Linked DNA regions of Zea mays: region 2 is linked to region 1. A link is a contact called in public Hi-C data. All regions are on one chromosome and are shown on one strand. Each heading gives the region's core, a stretch centred on a gene start, on an enhancer-like site or on the middle of the called end of the contact. The rest is flanking DNA. Distances are from core to core; before and after follow the strand shown.

What was found. Hi-C and Micro-C count contacts between places; a contact is called where the count stands out from the background.
Region 2: a Hi-C map of leaf shows a contact between it and region 1, with 4 times the contacts expected there. The contact joins two enhancer-like sites. A contact is called at or near these places in 6 of 25 Hi-C or Micro-C datasets (bundle sheath, ear, leaf and 1 more).

The regions. Positions count from the first base shown.
Region 1 is chr4:212,984,489-212,990,148 of Zm-B73-REFERENCE-NAM-5.0, forward strand. No RefSeq gene overlaps it. Among protein-coding and RNA genes, the nearest start is that of LOC103654570, 32 kb to the left of the region's middle. Within about 2 kb of position 3,108, at least 17 of the 20 cell types and tissues checked have an H3K27ac peak or open chromatin away from gene starts, as enhancers often do. A contact at or near this core is called in bundle sheath and leaf, where this site is marked.
Region 2 is chr4:213,274,749-213,280,408 of Zm-B73-REFERENCE-NAM-5.0, forward strand. No RefSeq gene overlaps it. Among protein-coding and RNA genes, the nearest start is that of LOC100384270, 86 kb to the left of the region's middle. Within about 2 kb of position 2,848, at least 11 of the 20 cell types and tissues checked have an H3K27ac peak or open chromatin away from gene starts, as enhancers often do. A contact at or near this core is called in bundle sheath and leaf, where this site is marked.

The DNA of each region.
Region 1 (5,660 bases), core at 1,858-4,357:
TCTCTTTACAGATCGTGAAAGCTTATCTAATCACATCTGAGTCTATCTTCTGTCGTTGCGAGCGCTCCTGATCTTCTGGAGTCCGATCGCTTCCTTCTGAGTATCTTGCCATTCGGTTGTGCGCAAAACATGCTTTCAGAACATCACCCATCCTTCTGCGACAGGTGCGTACAGATAGCAGCCTTGCGCCAATCCTTCAGGATTGCTTCCAACTCCGAGCGTCATTCTCTTTGATGAAACCTATTTTGCCTGGGTGCGGCCCAATAGTATGCTTGCTGGACAACTTATTGGGGGCCCACTAGACAGCCCATTGAACATATTCATGCTACGAGGACCCATGGGATATCTATCTCCCACAAGCCCATGAGGCTCAAGCCAATTTTTGAGAGTAATTGGCTTGAGACTCTAAGAATGAGTCATGCTATTTGATTACATTTCTTCGAGTGCGACTTTGCCATGTTCGGGTCCATTGGGTGCACCGCAGGGTGTAGCCCCCCCGAGCTTCGAGCTGATTTGAGTATCAATCAACTAGAAGGTCCTTAGGATCTTATCTTCGCAGGATTTGTTTGACTTCTCTGGATACAAGTAAATCATGCTTCTGATCTGATGGTACCTTTAGGGTGACTAGGCCGATGGAAGGTCAACTGACTAAAATCTGGTTGACTGAACTCTAGTCGGGACGTGTTTGGTTAAAGCCGCCGACTGAATTCAACCGATAGAGGTCCAGTTGACTCAGGCTTGACCAGGATACTTCTGCCGATCTTCAAGTTTGTCATTTTGCATGATTGCCGTTTGATATTTTAAAGATTGTGTTTTAGAAATCCAATCTGTGCACCCAATGGGTGTGCATACCGTCTTGTCCAAAGAATAGTTGCTTGAGTTGACGAGGCATAATAATGCGTCTGAGCGGTTAATTTACTGCTCGTTGGTGCCATGTTACGCCAAAGGGTGATAGAAGCATACAATCTCTTGGAAGCCCATGCAACATTTGAGGGATGGGTACTGTTCATTATACGTCCGAAAGACTAAGAGGCGCTCCTTTGCCTCTTTAAATAGGCCATCGTGCGCTGCCAACTCCTTTACTCGTCTTTGTTTCTCTTTTCTCACTTCTTCCTCCAAAGACCCCGATGGCGGGAAAGAAAGATGGTAAGGGCAGGAGGAAGGCCAAAGGTGGGAAAAGGAAGCATCCTCCGACTCCCCCACCGGAGGACTTCATTGATTCGGAGCTCTCCAAGGAGGGGACTCCTCCGCCATCCCCCGAACCCTCGTCGCCCGTTTGCGCGGACGACTCCATGGGTCTATCGACAGAGGAGAGATCCTATCTCTACGGTATCGAGCGTGTCGGCCTCGATGACTCGGAGGAACCCGAGGATTTCGCGGAGGACGACAACGACGGGTAAGACAACTGTGATGAAGGTGGTGCAGCCGGCAAGGACGACAGCGACGGCGGCAAGGGCGACAACGGCGACGACGGTGCCAGTGGCGAGGTGACATTGACTTAAGTAGAAGTAGTAGGTGTAGTGTAGGGGTAGCAGTGGGGGCAGGAGTCTTTTGTAAGGATCAATTTATAATGAACTAATTTTGCTCATGTAATGACACCCCTCTTATATAATAAAGTCGTTGTTTCCTACCTTTTTGAGTACTGAGCTCTCTCTCTCTTTCATGCTGCGTTTGAGGTATGATCGCTGGTGTTGAGTTCTTCATTTTTCTCAGTTTCCTGTATCCTTGTGCTTTAGTATTGATGACTGACTTCTCCCGACCGACTTGTACGCCAAAATGAGTTCTTTGTCCAATTCAACTTGTCCGATTCATCACCTTTCTTTTCGATTCTAAAATATTGTCTCCCTAGTGCTGATGCTATGATAAGTAGGGGTAGTTATATATACGTGCTTATGCCTGACAGTTTTTGGCAGAAACCCTAGCGCTTCTTTCGCTGTAATCTCTTCCTTTGAAATTCTCCTACCTTAGTGACCCCGCTCTCGATTCTGTGGTCACGAGAGGTCCCATGGCACCCAAGAAGAAGCAGGGGTGCAACAACCGCCATCCCTTATTGATCCCAATAGTCAACTCCCCTTTTGTGGTAACTACACCTCCATCGTTTCTGAATCCGATTTGCTTCACCTTGTCCAGGTGGGCGTTCTTCCTCCAAAAGAGTTGAGTTCATGGAACGTTTGGCAAGGGATCACCGTGCCCATAGAAAACACCCATGAGTCCATTGTTTTTGTTCATTTTTTGATTCGGGGCCTGGGTTTACCCGTCTCCCCTTCCTTCTGCGGTCTTCTCGATTACTATTCTCTAATTTGACCCACCTAAGCCCTAATTCTGTTCTTCAAATTGCTATTTTCATGCACCTCTGCGAAGCGTTTCTTGGGATTAGCCCACATTTTGGACTGTGGAAAAATCTCTACTATTGTAAGCTGGGGATGACAAGTGGGCAACATCAAGTGGTTGGAGGGGCTAGCCTGGTGCTTCGTCGAGGCAAGAAAGCTAAATACTTGGATATTCCCCTGAAAGATAACATCAAAGGGTGGTTATTCGAATGGTTTACCATGGGGAACCACAATAACTCCCTCCTCGTTCTCGAAGGTAGCCAGATGTGAGAGTGCCCAGCTGGATAGAGGACCCAACTGATGCTAAAGTGAATGAGGCCAAGGTTTTGCTAGTTGAGATCGCCAGTTTGAAAGATAGAGATTCACTAGGGCCCTGGATCATGAACGTGGAGCTTCTAGTCTCAATGATCTACTGGAACGCCGGTGATTGCTCATCGGAGTTCCTCTGTCACTGTCACCGCGGGACCGCCCCTCGTTGTGGATGGAGCTCACTACTGCACGAACACTGGTAATAACACATCACTGTCGTTCGCATTGTCATGTACTTCATGTAGGTACTTTTGGATTAGCTTCTGGGGCCCTAGAGTGCATGTCCGATGTACTCGTCAGAGTCCTCTACCGCGAGCAGAGTACCATTGCCGCATCCAGCCGACGATTGGGGTGGAGGGGCGTCAGACGTTGATATGCTAATGCACGACCGTGGTTAGATCATAGGTACCAGTTAGGTACACTGAATCCGAGCGGTTTATCAAGTGATGAGCGGTCGGGATGCGCCGAGTCTCTCGACCGTGAATCTCTAATCCTACGGCTACCTGTGCATACCGATTCATGGCCTATCTCAGGCTGTCGTATGGCGATCCAATAGCCAGCAGCCGCGTGCGTGTGCTGGTCCACGACAAACTTTATAAAGAGACCTCACGATTTAAGAGATTTAACCCGCAGTCCACTTTAATATAAAGATTACAATAGATAGGTCCTTTTACTTACAAAAACAACCTTGAACTCGCTAGAAATAGTAGCCGCGATACTTATATGCTTCGGATTAGATAAAATAAATCTGAAAATTAATTTCTAGTACAAAATAAATCAAGAAACATAGAAAATCTATAACTAATTCATTTTAACTCTGAATTTAGTGGTTCTCAAACCTACGATTTCGTAGCGACGCGTAAAATATTCTTATTTAGTTTGTTTTCATCTTTGGTGTAATATTTTTTACCTACTCTATGCCTTTCTATATGTATTGCTGCGCATAGAAGCGAGGTGACGAGGAACCTGAAGCCCAACTTTTGGGAGACACCTGGAATCACAAGTATAAGCTGATGGGAATCACAAGTATTGTTGTGTACTTGATCACTTTCTTTAACCTAATAATGTTCTTTTAATCATCGTGGCACAGTTGGGTTAAGCTGATGGGACCTAATAGGTTACCTAGTTTGTTTACCCTATACCTTGCAAACATATGAACTATTGGGTAGTATTGTTATTGCTCTACCTGATTTTGGGTTTAATGATACTTATGATTCATGACCATGTTCCATTATGATTTATTATTGTTGGTTATCTATTATTGTTCATGATAAGATCGTTGTGTTAATTGGAACATGGAGAACCACCAGAGAAAATAGTGCTACCACAAGGGTGGTATGGGATGCCCTTAGCTGACTAATTAAAAAAGCTAGTTGAGGACTACCTTACCTGAAAGGGGCAACCGCAGTGTGAGGAGCTTCCAGTATAGGGAGGTTCTCGGGTCAATCATGCTACGATGGCTTTTCGAATGAGGGATTCCTATATCGTCCCCTTCTCACAGAAATCGTAGTGGGTTTTATGAAGCTAGTAGAACTTTGAAAATGCCTCGTAGTGGGACCATGCCTCATCTCCTCGGTAGACATGAATGGGAACTCGCAGTCCCTTGGCAAAAGGGTAACACTACTTCTCGGTAAAGATGCACAACCTCTACAGAGTGTAAAACTGGTATATCAGTCGTGCCCACGGTCATGAGCGGCTCGGACCCGCACATGAGTAATTTATGAAATTAAACTTAATATGTCATTTGCATTGCATTGTGGGATTTATTATTTATTACGATCAATTATTTAATTGGGTTGGTATTCACTTACACCTAGTCATCGCTAATAAAATTTTGACAAACGATTTAAAAGCAATGCTCAGTCTTAACCATTCTCCTCGGTAAGACTTACACTACACTTTTCCTCACACTTGCTGAGCGATGAACATATGTGAGATCACACTTGCTAAACTCACTGCACGCCAAGAACATGTACTACAAATGAGGAATATGAAGGATGCTACGATGAGTTCGGAGATGTCTAGGCCATCGTCTCCTAGTCAACTATGGTTGCGAAGGATCGTTGTCATCATATGATGTATTTATTTAGCTATTTTATATAGAACCCCTATTATATAATAAATATGTGACATTGATTTCTGTACCATGAGTCATCATATGTGTGAGACTTGATCCTAGCACACATTTGAGATGCGCCCGGGTTTGCCCTTAAATCTAGGTGTGACAGGGCGGTTGGTGCTTCTAGTACTGTTTGGAAGCCCAGTATATATATATATATATATATATATATATATATATATATATATATATATATATATATATATATATATATATATATATATATATATATATATATATATAGGAAGTGGTATTGGGAGCCCTGTGATTCCAAATGTTAGAGAATGCCCTGGCCGACCACCCGCGACCTGGCTAGACCGCACCAGCGCGCCCACCTACATCCCACGCGAGGATGTTAGGTGCATCCCCCCATCCATGCACCATGTCAACCTCCCCCACGTGCGTCAGTCAAACTCCTGGTCCAACAACCAACCTCCCGCGTGGGACACCAGCTATAAATTGTATTTATGCATTTTTTGCGCAAATAGCGTAAATAGTCCACAGAAACAATGTAAATAGTTCACAGAGAAAGCATAAAAACCTCACCGAGCCACTAAACCATGTGCACATGCGTAGGTGCATGCATGAAGATCCTATTTTTATAGTAGATCCGATAATTATGGTAGATCATGGGAGTTTTTATTGTATGTACGCAAATTTTGGATGACATTTTCGTTTACATTGTATGCACACAAAAATTGGATGACTCCATAAATATAGGATCGCTCTAACAGCCATGCAACTAGGCTTGCTAGAACAAGTTTATGATATTTGCTGATACTAATTATTCTATATGGTGTAGGTATTTATGCAATTCGGTACACCGCGTAAAAATCTGTTTTCTACTGCATGCACATAAATTTAGGATGACAGGAATGTGCGATGAAAGAAAATTTATTGGC
Region 2 (5,660 bases), core at 1,598-4,097, 290 kb after region 1:
AGTTCGATAAAACTTTGACATCTATCGGCTTTGTTGTGAACGAAGTAGACAAATGTGTATACTATCGGTATGGTGGGGGCAAGGGCGTAATTTTATGTCTATATGTTGATGAAATTATAATCTTGGGGATAAGTTTTGATGTGATTAAAGAGACAAAAGACTTTCTATCTAATAATTTTAAAATGAAAGATTTGGGAGAAGCTGATGTTATTCTTAACATTAAGCTACTGAGAGAAGGCAATGGTGGGATCACACTTGTGCAATCCCATTATGTGGAAAAGGTTTTGAGCCGCTTTGGTTTTAGCGAATGTGAACCTGGTCCAATGTCTTATGATCCTAGTAAGCTATTAAAGAAAATCGAAGAAAAGCAAGGGATCAATTGAGATATTCCCAAATAATTGGTTCACTCATGTATTTAGCTAGCTCTATGAGTCCTGACATATCGTTTGTTGTGAGCAAACTTAGCCGATTTGTTTCAAATCTGGGAGATGATCACTGGCGTGCTCTTGAGAGAGTTTTGCGCTATCTAAATGGCACTATGAGTTTAGACATCCATTATATTGAGTACCCAACAATACTGGAGGGTTATTGTGATGCAAACTGGATATCTGATGCTGATGAGATATATGCCACAAGTAGATATGTGTTTTCACTTGGAGGTGGTGCTGTTTCATGGAAGTCTTGCAAGCAAACCATCTTAATGAGGTTGACTTTGGAAGCAGAACTCATAACATTAGATATCGCTTCAGTTGAGGTTGAGTGGCTTCGTGAACTCCTTATGGATTTACAGGTGGTTGAAAAACCTGCGCCAACTATTTCCATGAACTGTGATAATTAAGATTAACAATTCTAAGAATAATATGAAGTCGACAAGGCATATAAAGAGGCGTTTGAAATCTGTCAGGAAATTGAGAAACTCTGGAGTAATAGCGTTGGATTATGTCCATACATCTAAAAATCTGGCAGATCAATTTACTAAGGAGCTATCACGTAGTGTGATAGATAGTGCATCAAGTGAGATGGGCCTGAGACCCACCTAAAGTTTATCAAAGTGGTAAACTATTCTATGTAATCGGAGATCCCGTGAATTAGAATGGTGAAACAAGCTAGGGGTAGACTGAGAGAAAAGACCCTTAATAAGGCTCATTTTAGATGCATATCTTTCCTTACTGTAAGGTAGGTTGGTGTTTACACCTTAATATGTTCCAAATGGCTTTGGGAAGTAAATATGTTGTCCTACAGAACATATTTGGAGGAACATACCTATATGGGTTAACTGCTAGTCACAGTTTGAGATCTGGGTGGTCTCTAGATAACCATGAAAGGCCATGGAGTTTTACTTATATGCTCCAACCACAGGGGATACATTCGGCAATCTAGTACTGGCAAAGAGTTTAGATGAAACTCATTCTACGAAAAACTGTCAGTTCAAGGCCTAGTCCATTGTGTAGTTGTGGTTATAGTCTAAGCTCTAGGTGGACGTTCAACTTAACAGTCTTTATCGAAACATCAGTATATCAATTGTTTGAGATGATGAGAGTATTTTCGTGTGACTTAGCATTTGGTGGGGATTGTTGGATAAATGTGAGCTTGGCCCAATTAATATTCAATAATAGTCAATGCTAGTGACCCGCTTTAATTTCTAAGGTGTACTAATAAATTAGCACCGTATTAGAAGTTCAAGGAACAAATCAATCAACTTAAATAGATGGACCGTTGGTGCATCTATTGGGAAGTCGAGAAAAGGATGAAGGACTGTCGCACGCGCGCGCGCCGCCATCGTCCGGGCTGGGCCTCATGGCCATGATAGACCGTCGTCCGAATATTCCTTTCAAATGGTTGTACATTTTGCCTGGTGTGATGACCGTCTGTTTCCTATCTTTTGGCTGGTAACGGACGTCAGTTACTGTGATAACGGACATTAGTTATTGTCGTTGGTTTCTAGTTCTAATGTGCGACCGTTTCTATCTGTTGCCCTTCTCCCTCCTTCTGACACATGTTGCTATAAGAATGGAGAGTGAAGACTCTTCCATGTACGCGCGATACCTCTCACACACATTGTAAACATCACATTCCCGTCCCATCTTCTGCGAGCACAGAGAGAGTGGAAGAGCAAACATCCGAAATCGTCGTCCGCAGAGATACACTTGCACGAGTGTGCGGGCGATCAGATTTTTGGAGAGCGTATTCGTGACTGCTCGTGTGATGCGTTCGACTCGGTGTTGCTTTGTCTACATCCTGTTCCTCGTCGCCTTCCTCGGGCTACACATGTTGTTGTTCTTCTTCCGGCGACCGTTCAAGGGACTGCACGGCGTACATCTTCCTGCATTGACTTTGTATGGCTACATCGAACATACACACGGGATGTCTCGTGTGAATAGAGCCATTGACGCCTTGAACATCGGTCCCTCCGCAGATTACATTCTGTTCTTTCTTATTTGTGCATGTTTTATTTTTATTTACTGCTTAGTAGTTATATATATATATATATCACACTCTTTTTCTGAATTAAATATTAAAACAAAAAATGTCTAAATTTCTTACAAAATCGCGGTTACCCGTTTATGGCCGTCCCCTCTGAATTTGCATCGATCTGTCTTGTCGACCACTCAAAATGAGCACGAAGAAGAAGAATTGAAGAAAAGAATTCCGAATCTTCCTGCCGGTACGTACGCAGAATACCAAAAGCAATGGATGGACGGAGAGAGGTCGGGAATCGAATAAGGTTTGGTTTTCAACCAAGGCAAGGGGAAGAAACTTGGGGGCGGTGGTAGTTGGTAGTAGTTGGTAGGCTACATGACATCACATCACCCACAAAAGACAGCAGCAGCAGCGACAGCACCCGAATCCCCTCCCCTGGCGGCCTGTGCTTCTGCGTGCACCCTCCTCAGTCGCCAATTGCCTTCCATCTCCATCTGCGACCTCAACCATCCTTTTCAAGCATCGTTTTCCAATGGCTCAGCGAAGTTTTTTTTTCTTTGGTATGGTATTAATTTGGGAAAAGGCGCTCTCCGTTGTTGCTGGGTCTCACCTTCTAGAAGCTCAAGTGAGGTGACCCCAACATCCCACCACTCCCCAAAATCACTATGACATCCCAAGAGTGGCTGCAGCATATGTATATGTTTTGCAAGCTATCTCTATCAGCGATCTACTAGCAGAGCAGCGATTGATGAGAAAAAAAATGGCAGCTGATATTGCGGGTAACCTAATTTCTTTCTTTTTTTTCAGGAAAAAGGAGCAGCTGCTGCTACTGTCCACCGGGGCCATTTCGTAGTTTAATTAGCCGAGGCAACAAAAAAACAATCAACCAACACGCTATCGATTACTAACTTTGGTGGATATATAACAGTCCAATCCTCACAAACAGTCCAATCCTCACATGCTCAATCTACTTGAGAGCTTAACCACTGCTCCAGAAATTTAGGCCTAATCACCAAATCACACATATATCTTAATGTTTAGAAATAAACAATAATTATTTTTAAATAAATATTTGAATATCTATTTATATGATATATAACAACGGTAGCAAAGCACGTGTAATAGGCTAGTTAATCATTATTCATTCAAGCTGTTCAGGACCATTCGGTGAACTCTGATGTATGTTCTGAAAGAAGCAACCACAGGTTACAGTACTCTGGAAGGCCGAACAAAAAAAATGTGAATATTAAGACATCATAAACACTTTTGCAAGCGCTACCTCCAAATCACATCAAGAATACATCAGGGTGCCCTTACCTTTGCAAAAAAAAAGGAAACGAAAGGAAGTGCGTGAGCTTAATGATTCTGCTGAAAACAGTTGAGTGATAAAAAGTGCACATCTAGTCGATCGTCAGAATACTTATTGCAAAACCAACTGTAATCTATCCACCACACATATTCTTGTCTGCACTGAGACAGGAACCCCGCCAACCCATTGCGGCTGATCTTACCTTTACGCTTGCCTCTCATTTTTAGTGCCTCCCCACCCCTGCGATGAAGACCTGTCGTCACAGAGTGACCTCCATTTGTGTTTAACAGAATAGTGTAAGCCATGATGTATTGGCACTAGCAGAGTGTAACATCTAACGTTACTTTTTCTGCAACTGTTTGACTTTTGAGCTAGCAGTCTCGCAACAAAAGGTAGCTTCTTTCTAGTACCCCAAGCAACAGAACATGTAAAGCACAAGGCAGTAGAGCACATGTGTGGAGCATGTTGTTTTCACTTCTAAAGTCAAAATGCAGTTTTATTCATCGCCGCCGCGCGCTCTAAAGACCTGGCAATAGGCACAGCACACTCCATCATGGAGCACCAGAACCACTGGTGAGATTCCCCCCAATCGACAAGGCAAAATGCGCAGCTTGTTGGTTTGACTGCATGCCAAGTTGCTCCTCAACCTTTTTCCGATCGACGTGCAGCACACATGGCTGGGCGCGGAGCAGATAGGTGCATGCGCAACTACTTTTTTTTCTGATGAAATTTGGAAGTCACATAAGCTTTTTGGATATGAATATGCTTTCCAAAGGAAAAGAGAAGAAAAGTTGTAAAGATGTTTTTGACATTCATACTACATATAAGAAAGAAAGAAAGAAAGAAACAGAAAAATAAAGAGGGTAGGATAGTGTGGATGATGCATGCGGATATGATGCCCAAGCCACCTAACACCACCGTTTCAGCAACTGAAAGATGGTGTAAGTGATTTATCAGTTAATATCAATGATAACGAGTGCAATGACCCCTTCTAGAATGAGGTAGGTCAGGTGCAAAAACATACTACTTTCAAATCTTTGTCATTGCATCAGAACCAGCACCTAACAAGAGAAGTGAGTAAAAAGATACCACAACGACATCCAGTGCACACCCACCAGGCCACTCCAGTTGATAAAAAGGTGTGATGATATGCATGGTAAGGCTCGATGGATTGGAAGCTTCTATAGATCTTTGTCATTTCATCACCCGGGCGGCTAGCTAGCTAGGCCACCTAACATGCACACACATACAAAAAGTATTCTTTCATATTTTCTGGAATGACATCACTACTACTAGAACCTCTCTCTGGTATTAATTCATTGAACCGCTGTCCCTGTCCAACTTCCATTTCCAGGACATACTCAAAAAAACATTTTAGAAAAAAAAACAAAGGTATCTGTCACATTTCTGTTGTTCCAGAATAGTAGAATACCATCTACTTAATTAATATAGTCATTTGTGTCCTCTCGTAATTCATGATAAAGCAAAGAAAGCAAGCATGTATATAGTGGTGAGCTAACCAATAAAAGACTAGCATATTGGCGTTATTAAGAAGAAGAGCTTATTGCCCTCCTTAAGGATTCAGGATATATAGGCCTTTATAACAATAAGATTCAGGATATATAGGCCTTTATAACAATAAGGGGCAGTTTATTTTGAAGGAATTGGAATTTACTTAATAAAGTAGGTTATTTAGTTTGAATTTAATATTTCACCACTTTTTAAAGTTTAGATATAAGTCTATTTTAAATTTATAAAATAAAGGGTGGAAATTGATTTTATGTATCACTAGTCTATGTTTGTACTCGACAACTTATAACACGCTCTTCCGCTCGCTCCCTATAGTACAAATGTAGCATATATTCTATATAAAATAGCTAATTGATCTAATCTAAATTTCAATTATTAGAATGGAATTCAATTCCAAAGA